Linked DNA regions of Arachis hypogaea: region 1 is linked to region 2. Evidence: chromatin contacts called from public Hi-C data. All regions are on one chromosome and are shown on one strand. Each heading gives the region's core, a stretch centred on a gene start, on an enhancer-like site or on the middle of the called end of the contact. The rest is flanking DNA. Distances are from core to core; before and after follow the strand shown. Region 1 has its middle 10 kb from the start of LOC112765053. Region 2 holds the start of LOC112765296.

The links. Hi-C and Micro-C count contacts between places; a contact is called where the count stands out from the background.
Region 1: a Hi-C map of leaf shows a contact between it and region 2, with 2.2 times the contacts expected there. The contact joins the enhancer-like site here to the promoter of LOC112765296 in region 2. A contact is called at or near these places in 3 of 8 Hi-C or Micro-C datasets (all in leaf).

Annotation. Positions count from the first base shown.
Region 1 is chr17:39,935,250-39,937,949 of arahy.Tifrunner.gnm2.J5K5, forward strand. No RefSeq gene overlaps it. Among protein-coding and RNA genes, the nearest start is that of LOC112765053, 10 kb to the right of the region's middle. Within about 2 kb of position 1,397, at least 1 of the 3 cell types and tissues checked has open chromatin away from gene starts, as enhancers often do.
Region 2 is chr17:39,892,287-39,894,986 of arahy.Tifrunner.gnm2.J5K5, forward strand. LOC112765296 reads right to left here and starts at 1,377. Exons shown (of 3, transcript XM_025811206.3): 1 at 1,030-1,377; 2 at 1-76.

The DNA.
Region 1 (2,700 bases), core at 147-2,646, 43 kb after region 2:
AGAAGATGGGAATAATGGGATACCACTGGTGAAATGGGAGATAGTTCAAGCTCTGAAAAAGCTAGGAGGTTTGGGGGTGGGGGATGCTCTAATTAGGAATGCGGCGCTACTGTTCAAGTGGTGGTGGTGTTTTTCAAAGGAGGACTGCCCGCTTTGGAAGAAGATTGTTTGCTCTTGTAATCAGTTGGACCCAACTGTAATGTTATCAAACCAACCTGTGCCATCAAGAGGGGGGCCGTGGAAAGATATTTGCCAGCTTAATATTAAGGAGCAACAGGCAAGAGATATGATGATCAGGGGTCTGTTGATAGAGGTGGGAAATGGCAGGAACATTCGTTTTTGGGAGGATGCGTGGTTACAAGATGGCTCTTTGAAAGAATATTTTCCAAGACTCTTCTCTATTTCAAATTAACAAGGGGACTGTGGGTTTTGGGATGGGTTAGAGTGGGTATGAGACTTCCAATGGAGGAGGGAACTCTTCCAATGGGAGTTAGAGTTGCTAAATCAATTACACGACCGGTTGAGGGTTGTGAGGTTATCGGTTGATAGATAGGATTCAGTGGTATGGAAATTTGATAAAAATGGAGTGTTTTCTACTAATTCTTTTGTGCAGGTGCTACAAAATGAGACGCTCCCAACCGACATCACAAGTTACAACTTCACAAGCTCCATTTGGAGAGGCTTGGTTCCACCAATTAATCATCATGACAACATTTGTGTTTTGTGTAAAAAGAACATAGAATTTGTACATTATTTATTTTTTACCTGTGAGTTCACGTGGCAGGTGTGGTGTGCATGGCTGACATTTTCTGATAGAGCTTGGGCCATCCCGGGAACCACTAAAGAGTTCTATGAGAGCTGGATCGAAGCAACAGGTAGGAAGTCTGAGCAAAGAAAATGGCTGATAGAATTTTGTGCGGTTATTTAGAACATCTGGTTGAAGTGAAATAGCAGAGTTTTCCAGCAAGTAGAGACAAATGTTGAAGGAGTTAAGATCATGTCCTTCTTGAGTTACAAGGATTAGTGTGGAGTCGATCCGTTCGATTGTTGATGACAATGCCGGAAATGACAACGAATACCAACTTTTCAGTTATGTCTGTGTTTATTTTGGTTGTCCTTGTTCCTCTGCTCTACTTTACTGTGTTGAACTATTTTGTTCAAAAAAAAAAAAAAAGATATTGGAGGAGACGATGAGAGGTGAATTTGATCACAGCTTAGCATGCATTAGCATGAAGACAAGAGTTCCTCCATCATCACATGTTCACATCCTATAATATTTTGTCTTATACGATGATATTGGAACCAATCATTCAATTAGCAATCTACCATCCAATCCACTTGCCAGAGGGTCCTTAATTCCTTATTCGGTCCAATAAACTCTACATGCATATTGAAAGTTTGAAACCCATCCACGAAATGTTTGTGGCTTATTTTGATTTCCTCATCCACATCCACGTGTCACTCACTAATTTAAACCTTTCATAATTGACACGAAAATTATCACTTGTTCCTCCTGTGAAAATAGGAACAAGAAAAGGACTAATATAACCCTAATTTTTTAGGTAAATTGACAGAAAAGGCCAGCTCAAAAACACTATTTGTGGCTCTCGGCTATCATAATTTGTAACATAATTCAACTATTATTCAATGATATATATTTTTTCAATAAAATTTCATATATATGTTTTATTAATATTTAACATTTATTAATATTTACTCATCAACTTATTATCTATTACTCAATTTTATAATTATTTTCACAACACACAAGTGTATAAATGAGATATTTAAAATATAATGATATAGAATGCTTATACAAATATTTTATGATATCCATTTTAATATAGAGTTTTAGATCTACCATTCAACAATGTCAATGGATTATATTAACTACAATACTGATGTTCAAATTTATTTATTGGAACATTTTAGATGCAACCAAAATTAATAGCGGCGAGGTTCATGTTGGTGGAAAAGTATTTAATTCATTTTGTGAAAATACCAAAATATGCTTATAGTGAACTTTTCTTTTAAGAATAATTTGGTTTAACTGTATTATAAACTAAAAATTTAAAAACAAAACGACTAATATACCCTTTAGTTGATTATTACACTAAAATGCTCCTTAAAACATTAACTTTAAAAATGCTATATTAGTATCTCTAAAATTAAATTCAAGTTTATTTAGAATAAAAATGAAACAACTTTAATCTTATAAGGTATATTTTAGTATTTTAAAATAAAACTCAAATTTTCGGCTAATAATTCAACTAAACAACATTAATCTTAAAAAGACATTTTCATTTTTTTAAGATTAACCAACCTTTTAGTTTTGACTTTTTAAGTTCAAATTGAAATGTCTATGACTAGTTTAGTTAAACAATCCTAACCCTAAAAAGTCATTGTTGTCTTTCTAAAATAACTAAAAAGATATTTTAATTTTTTTAATATTAAATTCTAAATTCTAATTTCTAATACAAATTAAACGGTCTTTGTTCTAAAAGATTATTATAATCTTCTTATAATTAATGTTAAAATGAATTTTTGTCTTTCATAATCATCAGAAATACTATTTTAGTCTTTTTATAATCAAATTTTAATTACTAATACAATTAAAGAATCGTAATATTTAAAAAAGACATTTTAGTATTTTATAATTAACAAAAAGGTATATTGGTTTTTCAAAAGTGTTTTGACCTT
Region 2 (2,700 bases), core at 127-2,626:
CTGCAGCAAAACTCTTTGATAATCCAATAGGCACAAGCTCTTGTTGAACAAGAAAGCTATCTCTTGCAGGAGAAACCTATAATGAAGAACTTGATTAATTACTACAAAACCACACCAAAACAAAGAAGCCCTATCAATCAAAGTGAAAACAATGTTGATGAAAAAGAAGAAAAGAACGAAAATCCCACGTTTTAAATTTTAAAGAAGTATCTGAATAAGAAAACACGAGTATGTTTTTTCCTCTATATAAACCTTTTTGAAGAAAAAAAAACGTGTATGACAAGAAAATGGTAGGTGCTAGTTGAATTCCAAGAACAAACAGCTAGTAGAGTTGAATTGTTCAGCATGGCTATTCAATGGTTTTTGTGGCCACCATATATAAGTTCAAGAGAAAGACAAATACAAACTCTTAGCATTGGTGCTAAAATTTTGTTTGTTATATACATTGAATGTATACACCCAAAAAACAAAGCCAAAAACAATATTCTAAAGTACATTGAATCAAGACAATTATTCTCAAAACAGTAAGAAACAATTAAAATCGACCTTGACACATAAGCAAGTATAATAGCAGAATCAAACCAGAAATCTACACAAAACAAAAGAAAGAAAGAAGGGGGGGGGGGGGGGGATCCAGAAATAGCAAAAACCTTAAAATAGCCAAAACTTGAAAGAATCCAATCCAATTTTACCTTCAAAACTTGACTCATTTTTTCAGTACATGCTTAGCTCTTAAACGAAAATCGCAATTTAGAAGAAATTAAAAAATAAAAAATAAAATTGTTAAAACAAACACAACAGAATCCAATAAAAAAAATCTTTTTAATATTTTTCGTAATCGGATAACAAAGTCGAGAAAAGATGAGAGGAACTGAAAAGCTGAACGCCAAAAACCGGTTTCGAAAGTTCGCTTTTTTTTAGGAAGATTCAGAGCATCAAGGAACTCCTAATTAAGGTTAAAACAAAAAAAGGTAAATAATAAAAGAACTGACAAAAAATAAAAAATCGCCATTAATCATGAATGAATACCTAAGCGTTAAAATCTGAGAAAGTGTCTATTATTAAAAAATTTAGCCCCAAAAAGTACCAGCCAATCGAAACCCTCGTTTTCACGAACAATGGATGACCTTTTTTTCCCCAACTTACAGAAAAAGGGAACAACAAAGAAGTTGGAAGAAAGAAAGAGAGAGAGAGAAACGCAAACGCTTAAGGTTCTTTTATATAATAGGAAGTGCAGGCACCGTTGGATGAATCGGGTAAACACGTGGCCTGAGGAGAGACGTTGGATGGGTTACGGGTGTTCCAATCATGTGAGAATGTTGTTCAGTGGGTGCAGAAACAGGTAACAACTAACGAGAGTCACAAGTAATTTTGACTATAGACGCATCAAATATTGTGTTTTAAAATACTCAGTCAGTATATTATATTTTTTTGTTAAAAAAAATAATTTATTTTTTATTATTACTATTAGTTTTTTATAATTATGTTTTTTTTTATTTTATATAAAAAGTAAGATAAATTAAATTTTTATTATTTATTTTATTTTATATTTTTTATATTTATATTTTTTTATTCTATTTTCAAAATCAATAACTTAAAGGATTACGTGGACCAGGAATAGAGAATAATAAAAGAGGTGGTGAATTACTTCATAAGCAGCCAACTGAAAGAGGAGAAAGAAAGGGGGATTTGGGTTGTTATAGCGTAGCGTGCACCCAAATTCGCAGAGTGAAACGACCGTTGAACTCCACGTGGCCATTTGGCGGGTATGGATTGCTTTTCTGTTTCGTCCAGTTCGTTTAGTTCCTGTTTGTTTGAATAATTTACATATGATTCCGCTAATTTCTTTCTTCCGCTAATCTCTTTCTTTAATAGTGTAATAGAGAAATAGTGATTGCTATGCCCCCTAAAAGTGTTTGTCTAACTTACTAAAAAGGGTTAAAAATTAATATTTAATTTTAAAAGTATAAAAGTAAATAATTATTAAATATTCAAATGTTGTCATAAAAAATAAGTTAGGCAAAAGTTAGGCACCAAGTTATAGGTACCATAGAATTCACCTAGAGAAATATTAGATCAGAGAAACTCTACATTCTACATCCATATAATTTCTTCATCAAAGCTATTTAAGTATTTTCTTCTAGACACGCCTCCTCCACTTCCTCACTCATTTGTCATACACGCGCCTCATATAACATAAGTTTTTTGCTGCGTGATAAACATTTCCTCAACGTAAAACTTTCTGCTATAACCTAAACCTTATTCTTTTTCGTATGTTCGTTCTTCTTCTTCTTCTTCTTTTTCAACGTAATAAGCTTTGTCATTCTCCCTCTGTTCGTGTTTTTTTTATTGTTTTTTTCTTTTTCTCTGCTCGCGATCTTCATTATTGATCTGCATTGAATTCAATGTAATAAGCTCCGTCATTCTTCTTCTTCTTCGTCTTCTTCTTCGATCTTCACCTCTGAATCGAAACAATGAATGATTCAACTTCAAATCAGTTGAATGAGAACGATTTGGTTTATTCTTCTGAAACGAATCATGCTGATAAGGTTTGGATTATTCAATTTTAAATCAAATATAATGGAATGCAATTGTTAATTTTATTTGAATTGAATTCAATGGACGTAGGTGTTTTTGAATCTAAATTAAATTGAATTGAATTGATAATATCTAAATTGTAGACAGAGGTGTTTCGAATTT